Linked DNA regions of Gossypium hirsutum: region 1 is linked to region 2. The links are chromatin contacts, called in public Hi-C maps. All regions are on one chromosome and are shown on one strand. Each heading gives the region's core, a stretch centred on a gene start, on an enhancer-like site or on the middle of the called end of the contact. The rest is flanking DNA. Distances are from core to core; before and after follow the strand shown. Region 1 holds the start of LOC107922254 (histidine kinase 3). Region 2 holds the start of LOC107922386.

The links. A called contact is a pair of places that touch in the nucleus more often than the background predicts.
Region 1: a Hi-C map of fibers shows a contact between it and region 2, with 3 times the contacts expected there. The contact joins the promoter of LOC107922254 here to the promoter of LOC107922386 in region 2. A contact is called at or near these places in 5 of 34 Hi-C or Micro-C datasets (fibers, leaf, petal and 1 more).

Annotation. Positions count from the first base shown.
Region 1 is chrD01:49,220,298-49,225,813 of Gossypium_hirsutum_v2.1, reverse strand. LOC107922254 (histidine kinase 3) reads left to right here and starts at 3,110. Exons shown (of 11, transcript XM_016852186.2): 1 at 3,110-4,264; 2 at 4,464-4,745; 3 at 4,948-5,117; 4 at 5,380-5,516. The coding sequence starts at 3,776. LOC107921906 (a long non-coding RNA gene) reads left to right here and starts at 365. Exons shown (of 3, transcript XR_001691136.2): 1 at 365-761; 2 at 868-1,029; 3 at 1,916-2,414.
Region 2 is chrD01:48,856,958-48,862,257 of Gossypium_hirsutum_v2.1, reverse strand. It overlaps LOC107922386, which reads right to left and starts at 4,015. Exons shown (of 8, transcript XM_016852401.2): 1 at 3,812-4,015; 2 at 2,885-3,226; 3 at 2,235-2,306; 4 at 2,012-2,079; 5 at 1,719-1,869; 6 at 1,381-1,461; 7 at 1,199-1,288; 8 at 800-1,097. The coding sequence starts at 3,130. The coding sequence ends at 1,008.

The sequences.
Region 1 (5,516 bases), core at 1,861-4,360, 360 kb before region 2:
AATAGGTAAATTAGTCTGTGTATATTTCATCCTTTCATTAAATTTAAATTTATGCTATTAAATGTTTATTTTGGTATTTTATATATAAAACATAACAATAAATTTAGCCAGATTTATTATAGAACAATTAAAAAACAGAGTATAAAAGTTAATGGCTAAATTTTGTTATTATAGAACAATATTTTTGATATTTTTACTCAGATAATTTTAATAGAAAAATAATTCTACTCATTTATTTACCGTATGAAAGAATCCGACTTGTATGCCTAGTATAAGAACTACTTTACCCTAAGGGTCTGTTTGATAGGGGGAAAATATTTTCCGGAATTGGTTTTCCACATTTTACGTGTTTGATTGTTGGAAAATGAATTCCTAAGGAAATCATTTTCCAAAACACGGGTAAAATCAACGCATATTTCCGGAAAGTGTCTTACCCCTTAGAAATCGGTAAGACATTTTCCACAGCTCATCTATTCACCCTTGAAACCATTTCCACAGCTCCTTATCATCTCTGCCTCATCTTCTCTGCTAGTTTTGCTAATTTTAAGTTTTGTTTTACTGCTGACAGTCTTCCCTAACCCTATCTCCCCTCCTCCCTTTTTTTTCCCAAATCCAAAATCAAGGCATCAAGCTACCTCCGTCCTCCACCGATCCACCTCCACCGGTCCACCCCCAGTCTACCTCCGGCCCTCCACCCAATTCCAGAATCAAGCATTTAAGGGTTTGTTTATTCCCGAATCGCCAACAAATTCGTATTTAAGGTAAACCGTTTGTTTACTCATTGATGTTCATGATTTTTTTGCGTTGTATTTTGATTTTTTGGGTAATAATGTTGCTAATTTTAACTTTTGCTTTACTATTCAACAGTCTTCCAAATCTCTAACCCTATCGTGCCCTCCTCCCTTTTTTTCCTAATTCCAAAATCAAGGCATCAAGCTACCTCCACCGAGCACCGATCCACCTCCACTGATCCACCTCTACCGGTCCACCTCCAGTCCTGCTCCCAGTTCCAGAATCGGGCATTTAAGGGTACAAAGACTTTTTATGTTAATTATTTTCTTTGTGGGTAATAATTTTGATTTTTTGTGGAAAGTAGTAGATATATTGATTATTGAATAATGATTTTTTTTCTTTTTTCTTTTATAATCTGAATGATGGATTTCTACGATTCTAATTTCTATGCCCTGAGAATGGTTTTTCGTTGTATTTTGCTTAATTTTTGCGTTTTATTTTGCATAAGGTAATGTCTGTGGAAAGAAGTAGAGATATTGAGCATGTTTTGGGATGACTCGGTATTTTGAGTTTAGGTGATATGAGCATGTTTTGGGATGACTCAGTATTTTGAGTTTAGGTGATTTGAGCATTTTTTGAAAGCCTACAACTTAGTCAATAGCAAATCTCAAGTTGCTGATGTTATACTTTTATGAATTTCTTATGTTCTGTTCTAGAGGATTTGATGGTTATTTGTTGGTCACTAAAATAATGCTCATATTTACTATACTAAAAGAATTTAAAAGACAATTATACCTTAATAGTATTTGTTATTGATGTATGAGGAAAATGTAATTAGTCAACTATTATGGAAACATGTATTATTTAGACTGATTTTATGTATCAGTTACAGTGATTTTAGAATCTTAATTTTTTAGGAATCATTTTACCTTGATCTTAGAATTGATTTAGAGGATTTCACTTCAAACTTTAAACCAACAGCCCCACTGGATGTGGGAATACTTAAAAAGTATCTATATTGCATTTAGAATAAACTCAACTTTAGTACACAAGTGGCCAGAAAAGAAAAGGAAATAAAAAACCTTAGATGCTGCATGAATGATGCATTTGGTGTATTGCAGGGGCCTGGAAAGGATAACTCTTATTTCTTTTCTTCTTTTTTTTTTTTTTTTCTGAATGTCAGATATGATAACTTTTATCCAAGAACACATATGATGCTCCTTTAAAAGGAGGATACGAGTACCAATTTGGCTTCTCATACAATGTGGCCTAGGAGAAGCTATCCTCTTTATTCCTTCAAATCTGATCATCTTCATAATCCACTTCAATAAATACACCACAAATGGTGGGTGAAAAGGAATGTTGAATGATAAGATAGCAACATATGCATATGACTTGGAAGAAAAGGAGAGGAAATACTTGATGTACTTAAGATATGTGGTTTAGAATTACTAATCATGTAGGTCATATATTTGGATCCATATTTATTGATTAAGTTTTTAGTATATAAGTGCCAACAGCTCCGTAAACTATCAGCGATTCAGAGTTCATTTTGCTAAGCAAACCATTTTCTTATAAAGGGCTTTGCTAACAAGCATGTTTATGGCACTCTTTAAAGTTAGTAAATGTATTATTTATAATAACATTGTATCATGTGCAATAGTTGACAAGTTTATTCATCATTTCTAATGCTTCAGAAGATATTACTATATATTAGCAAAATCCTATTACAAAATGTAATTTGTAGACACAAAGCATTTGTTATTTAAAATATACCACTATTCACTTTATGTAAGAATATATTATTTAAAATATTCAAAACTGTTTTATTTGGCCTACAAATATGTAACAATTCGCAAAGCTGTTTGAAGTTTTTAAGAAATCATTAACAATTCGTAAAGCTGGTCATAATTAATTAAATAGTTAGTGAATTCTAATCTAATGGTGATTAATTAAATAGTTAGTGAATTCTAATCTAATGGAAAAATAAGTAATTTTATTTTATTTTTTTGTTCATTATATGCTTATCAAATATATTGAAGTATTGTATTAACCAAATCATTTATTGAAGTATTGTATTAATTATGGCAATTAGCTTGATATGTATGTATGCATAGTCATGGTAACCAAATCATTTATTGAAGTATTGTATTAATCATGATAATTAGCTTAACATATATTAATATATGTAAAAATAACTTTTCCGAAAAATATTTTCAAAAAATTTATAAACAGCAAAAAATATTTTACAGAGATTCAATCAAATACCAGAAAATATTTTCCAGTAAATTATTTTACAGAAAAATAAAATATTTTTCATAAATCATTTTCTGAAAAATATTTTACTGACCCTAAATTCAATAATCCAAAATAGGTTAAAAACTCTATCGTCTTCTTGATCTAATGTTTTTGACTCAGATGGCAATTTCGAAAAATAAGACGGCTCCTAATCTCAAAAATGGGTACAGAAGTGGAATAAAAAAGAAAAAGAAATTATGTTAATTGGTATAGAAATTTGTTTTCATACAGAGCAGCAAAGGGTACTTTTGTTATCATAAAGTACAGCCAATCCGAGAATAGATCTCATCTGTTATATTATTTTATATTTAAAGACAAAAATTAATAATATATACTGGTAGTACCGGTACTACAGTGTTGTAGTAGTATAATGTATAATTTGTGTTTGGAATTAGAAACTCAGAATCTTGAGGGGGGTTTTGATTCTTTTTTGTGGTTACTGTGAAAATTTTTCCTTTTTATCTTCCTCAATTCTGGGTTTTCTATTTTGCCATCCTCAGTTAGAAAGCTATATTGCTGGATAAGATAAGCATCTTTTTTTCTTTCCCTCACGGTCTAAGGCCTTACAGTCCGTCACATAGTAAATTTGGAGTTTGCTGGGAGAGGGTTCTTCTTATCCCAAGGTTCTTAATTTTCTGTTGATGCAGAATTTTACTACACAGTTTCTATAGATTTGACAGTGGGTCTCTGTCTTTAGCTGGAATTAAGAAGGAAGTGAGACCCACAATTGGTCACTGTTTCTTGGATGAGTTTGCTCCATGTATTTGGGTTTGGTTTAAAGGTGGGGCATCTGCTTTGGATGTTATATTGCTGGGTAGCATCTATGATTTCCGTGAACTGGTTCATTAATGGTGAATTTAAGGGCGCTGAGGCAGTTCTCCTTGGTCATAGTGGTAGCAAGATGTGGTTGAAATGCTGGGACAAGTTCTCAAACTATAGCTTCAACATCCACCATCAATATTATCAGTATGTGGGTTCCAAGAGAATTAGCAAGACTTGGTGGAGAAAGCTCTTGTTTTCATGGATAATTGGTTGGATTTTGGCTTCTATTTCTATATTCTATTATATGAGCTTTCAAGCTACCGAAAAGAGGATGGAGACATTGACTAGCATATGTGATGAGAGAGCTAGGATGCTGCAGGATCAGTTTAATGTAAGCATGAACCATATCCAGGCCATCTCCATTTTGATCTCAACTTTCCACCATGGCAAAACCCCCTCGGCTATTGATCAGGTAAATTAATATCCTCATCTTGTAACTTTTAGTTAAGATAGATGATTATGCATTTCCTTTGCTTTATTGATCAGGATCAGTTTATCAAATAATGATCTTGTTAACTTGATAGCCAAACCAGGTCTGAGTGTTTGTAGTTAGGAATTATGATCCTTCTTTTTTTTGGATAACAAAGGGAACTCACTTTAATCACATCTAGAGGACTTTTGCGAGGTATACGGAACGAACTGCTTTTGAGAGACCTCTTACAAGTGGTGTGGCTTATGCTGTAAGGGTGCTCCACTCGGAAAGGGAACAATTTGAGAAGCAACAGGGCTGGACTATTAAGAGGATGGATACCCTTGAACAAAACCCAGTTCATAAGGATGACTACAATCCTGACCTCTTAGAACCATCGCCCATTCAGGAAGAATATGCTCCTGTTGTCTTTGCGCAGGATATCATATCACATGTGGTTTCTATTGATATGCTGTCAGGACAGGTTAGCTCTTTTACTATCTAAAAGCTTATTGAGAAACCCAAGGATCCTTGGATCACTTGTATTAAGCTTAACTCGACTGAAGATTTAATTGTACTACTTTCTAGTTAGGAAGAATAAAATATTTTCAATCTCTCAAGAATTTTGAATTCATTATTAATTACACTCTTCAGTTATGAATACTGAATTTCTTGTGTACCGATAGGAGGATAGCAAGAATGTATTGTGTGCAAGAAAATCAGGAAAAGGGGTGCTAACAGCTCCATTTAGGCTACTCAAAACAAATCGTCTTGGAGTTATTTTGACATTTGCGGTCTACAAGAGGGATCTGCCGTTGAATGCAACTCCTACTGAGAGGATTCAAGCTACTGACGGGTATGTTTTCAGTATGCACAAAAAGTAGGAATGTCCAATCAATGTCTCCTCCTTTTATAAAAATTAGTGGGAAGATGAATTCCTTAGGCTTCTCATCTCTGAAACCACATACATACATGAAAAAGGTAAAAGTTGCAATGGCTTACAGACATCAATGAAAATAATGCCTTGTTAAAAAGGGTGAACCAAGCTCTTTTCTTTTTAAACGAGATCCCTGATAGGATGCTCTAGTTAATGGCTCTGATAAGATGATCTCAATCAGGTATCTTGGTGGAGTGTTTGATATTGAGTCACTTGTGGAGAAGTTGCTACAACAGCTTGCAAGTAAACAAACAATCCTTGTGAATGTGCTGGATACAACTAATCAGTCGTACCCTATCAGCATGTATGGCTCGAACG
Region 2 (5,300 bases), core at 2,766-5,265:
CAATAAATGCATACAATCTGAAATTGGTAAAATTAGGATAATAATGTTAAACAAACGTCTGAGGAGTTGGTGGGTATTTTTCATAAAAATCTTATGAAACAATACACTTCAATCCTTGAGGATAAGGATGTTTATTGAGAGGGTATTGGATTGGGTTTAGTTGGATAAAAATATTATAGAGGCTCTTGCATTAAGTATTAGATTACATTTTATTCTGAGTAAATTAATCTGTGTATCTTAAATAATAAAAGTAAATTGATACATTTCTACTATTAAGACTAATCCCTGTGCATTAACATAAAATACATGTGACATGTCACATATAACTACCTTATTTTTTTGGTGTAAAAAACCTAATCAAACTAAACCTTCTCCTAATAAGCAATCAGAGTCAAACTTGTAATCTTTCGATGGATCCTACCTTTGGGTGTTAAAAAACTGCTTTGCCCAACTAATTGATACTTTAATGATATCCATATTACCCCATGAAACTCCTTGGAAAATAAACAAGTTTATGTTCTTCCATAAACGCCATGCAACAAGACCAAAGATACAAAAATGATTGTTTTTTTTATCTGACTTGCAAAAATTTTGTATCACAAGAGCCTCTATGATACTATCTTCTATGCCTATGGGCTCCAACTTCTGAGTCCAATAGTTAGTTATCAGTTGAAGTTGTCATTTTAAATTTTGTTTATATCATTAGCAAACTTTTAATATCAAATACTTTAAAATAAATGAATAAATAGAAACATATACAATCTGTTTTTCTTTTATTTTCTGTACAAGTAAGCAAATCTCACTTGAATTTGTGGTTGTTCTTTTTATAAACTGCACAATGAATATATACACCGTACATTGTTTGGATTTCTTGGCTTTAATGTATATTTCTTTGATAGCTAAAATTATCTGCGAAACAAGCTATATTATTACCTGATATCAACCCCTACTTTTCAACTCTTTTCACCTACTGAAGATACAGAGATGTATCTTATCCATGTCGGAATTCAATGTATGTTAACTATGTGAGGCTGAGTTTGCATGATAGCAACTTCATTCTCTTCCTCTGATTCAGCAAACAATGAATTTGGTGTCTCCTAATGGAACAACGGCAAAAAAACGTAGCTCTGATAAGCAAACAATAGACAACCAACCCGAACAGTAGGAAATACAAGCTGAATTAATGGCAAGTATTCACCTGATGCTGCCTTCGGCGAAGGAGGGCAGTCACTGTTTTAAAAATGACATACATTGGCAGGATAATTCCGATGGTCCGAAGTAATATCGACTGTAAAACAAAAGAAGTGATAAGTTTATAAGTCTAAAAAGTAAAGAATCTGATGGTATTCTTTAAATGCATGGGGGAAAAAGACGGCTTACGATAAATAATGGGAAAGAGAAGTCATCGCTTCCCCTTAGTAGGACAGGAAGAATATGCCGTAAAACCAAAAGCAGCATGAACTACAGATTAAAAGCACAACAAATTAGAAAAAGAACTTGAACACAAATATAGTCACACAATACTTGGTTTTTTTTTTCTTCTTAAAGATTAAAACATGAGTACAATATGATATGACAGTAATGTTTCCATATAATATCATACAATTCTTATATGTCAAGCGTGTCCAAATCTGTCGGACATTGGTAAGCAGCGGCCTGCCATGTCAATCTAACAAGTTAAAACAGATTTTTCCCAAGGGAGAGGGAGAGAGACTTACAAGTATTGCAACCATACGGTAACCGGTTAAGCTTCTTGTAGTCGAAGCTAAATATTCATCATAGCGAGAATCCAGTAAGCTGTGATCTGTTGAGACCACTGCTATAAAGCCAGAATTGTTTAACTCCCTCCTAGATATCTCCCAATTGCCCCTGATTTCATAATAAAAAAGAAAGGCATAAAGGTTACTTATTCATAAAACTCCACAGAAAAATGAAGCACTTTAAAATCTCTTAATTTGACTAGAAGTGCTTAGTTAATGCCTAAAACAGTTAAATTTCAAACAAAACTTACCTGAAGTTCATTGGAATACGCCCAATATGAAACAAGGGAGGTGGCGCGGTATAACCTGGCCTGAATTGCTGTAATGCAGAAGATGTATGATCACATAAATTTAGGTAAGAAACTATATATCAATGAAGAATTCGAGCTCCATACCACTTTAAGAAGTTGGAGTTAGAAGGGGGAAAAAATGCTTTAACAAGAACCCTGGGTCGTGAATGTAAAATTATGGTACCTGATGGCATATTTCACAGGTAGTGTTGCCCTTCTCATTGCACCATCTCTGTACACATCTGCGATGCGCATACTGTAATTAAAATAAAAAGGGTTAGTAGAAAAATCAAGCTTCAACTAATCAGACTAGCTAAACCCTTCAGAAGGAAAATGCATATTCACAGGTTCCCCTAGACTGGATTCTTTAAAAAGATTTACTGAAAATGAATGAGTATTGAAGGATATAGGAGCCCGATTGAAACTGATGATGTATTCAAACTTCTAAGGAGCAAAAACTACACAAAGTTCATCACATCATTCACCTAAAATTGGGAACAAAATGTTGTCAAAGTTGCAAGGCGCACTCTAGGCACTAGAACCCTTATATTGCATGAGGTGCAACGTGCAACACAAAAGTGCTCATATGAGTGAGTAAGGCGATATATGTATATGTGTAAGGCTAAGATATATAATTATAATACGAAACTCTAAAAGAGTGATCTAATTTGTCTATAAAACATGCAAAAGTTTCACTTATGTTATCAAGTGCGGCGCCGTGAGAACACTGCAAATCATTATAGTGAAAATTTTGTGGGGTTATCTTAATATACATAACATTTACAGATATATTCAAATTCTGAAAAATTATAATCAAATAAGCACCAAACTAACCTTCAAGCTGCCACAGCAAGCACAAGGGGTCTCCATATTCGAGTCTACATCCTCATCTTGGCATATCCTACATTCAACAATTTCCCCCAGGGAGGATAAATTCAACTTTGGAGAAGAGTTGAATACCTTAGTGTCATCAACCACTGATGCAGTGGCCTGAAAAGACCGGTTCCTGCTTTCAATTGCAGCTTCCAATGTGGATTCGGTTATCAACCGGTCCACTAGTAATACAAAATGATCCCCCATAATCAGATACAAAAATGAAAATTCAACAATCAGCTTTAAACAAGCCAAAGACAAGGCAGGAATGGTTTTGATCAAGTTCTCTTGTTTAATTTCCTGCTGTGAACAACAACTACAAATGATTAGAAACAATCAAAAACTTTCAAAATTTAGGTGTTAGTATATAAGATTTAAGTTCATATAAGGCCCCTCTCAACTGCGGAACTGAAACCAGGAGAATTGGGGACACCCTAACAAGTGCATGTAATAAAGTATGGACAAAAGCACCTCATAGAGAGTTAAGAAGAAATTTTCTCAGAAACGAACAGCATCAAAAGCTCAACATATTGGAGCAAATACAGATATAAAAAGTTTAAAATTTTGAAAAGGTTAAGCAGAGGAGGAAAAGGGAGAGATGAAAAGAAAAAGAGGGGCTTTTTGACAGGCACTTAATACAAATGCCTAGGAACAAGAAAACCCACAAAAGCAAACAAATTGGCATGAAGCCATTGAAGAAAATACATCCAAAAACATTCTAAAGAAAACAGAATGAAGAAAGGGAAGTACCCAAAGAAGCCAAAAAGACAAAAAGAAAGGAAAAGAGGAATGAGAGGGAAAAAGGTAGCAATAACAAAGAGGGCAAAAAAGAGAGAGTGCTTTACGATTACAAGAGCATTAAAGCATAAAAGAAAAGAGGAAACTTACAAGAAAGGGATCGTTTTTCTTCAAGCAAATGTATGGGGTTTTGAGGTAAATAAGAATGTATTGGAATCCGGTGTTTCAGTTATTATATATGGGATTTCATGTCTGTTATGATTTTGGTGAGGGAGGAGGAAGATTCTTGAGCCACCACCCCGCATTTCCCGTTTTTATATTTTAAGAACAAGTACAGGTTTTTGCACTACCACCATCTCTTTCTTAATTATATAGGATAATATGGGGTCAATATTGACGGACTAAGATGTAGACGTGTTCAAGTTGGGCCAGGCCCATTTAACTTTCTCTTTCTAAAATGAGATCAAATCAATTCAAATTTGTGTTAATTTTCCATTTTCTTTATGGGAAAACGCTACAGACTGGACTAATGCGTGTGGAAATTTAAAACGTATATATATAAAATTTAGTAATTTGATTTGTGCGGGTTTAAATCCCACCATATACATATTTTAATTGATTTCTATTAAAATGAAAAGACTAAAGTACTCTCGAATAATAATAATTTCGTAATTTCTTAACCGAATTGAGAGCAGTCAATGGTTTAATAAATACTATAAAAATCAGAATTCTTTTTTTAACTAATTTATAAACACATTTAAGTAACAATGACATAAACATTAATTATAGATTGCAAAGTCAATTAAAAATAAAACATTTAAAGCATTAAATCTGTTGTGTTTTTTGAGTAATTTGTTTAGGTTTGTGGAGACTTCAGATAGTTTTTTTTTTTATTTGTCGGACGGGGTTGGGTTTGTTTACCTAATTTAAAGTACTGTTCATTATAAAATATTAAGACTTCAAATCTATGTTAAATAATTAAACTTTTAAGATGATGTGACATGAAAAAGGTTTAATTGATTTTTAAATAAATTTATGAGGGCTTAATTTATTTTTCAATTATTTTACGAGGGTTTAATTAATTTTTAGTACAAGTGCCAAACGAACGGGTTAGGACAAACTCGAGTCGAGCTCTTTTTGAGCTTATATTATCTCGAGTTCAGATCAATTCAGGCTTGGATATTTTTGGGTTAGACGTTTTCTCAGACTCGATCCTTTTTAGATTCGAATCTTTTTTAGCTTGAATTTTCTCGGATTTGAATCAATTTTGGTTGGACAAGCTTAAACATATTCAAATAATTTTGATATTTTATAAAATATATTTCAAATGTAACAATTAATTTACTTTTACACACGATGATAACACAATAAAAAGTCACTTAATATAAAGCAATAATTTTATATAGATGTTTTATTTTAATAGAAATGTTATCTATAACATAACTACACAATACTTATTACATGTAATGTTTGTAAGTAAAAAATTCTTAATGTCACGTCTACAAATTCAACAAAAATATTATTAGTGTTAATAAAATAATTTAAAAAATTAAACTATTTTTCCACTCCAATTGCCTAGTCATCATTTTTTCATGATAATTGCCACATCATCCCATGTTAGATGCTTTGACGGAAAGCT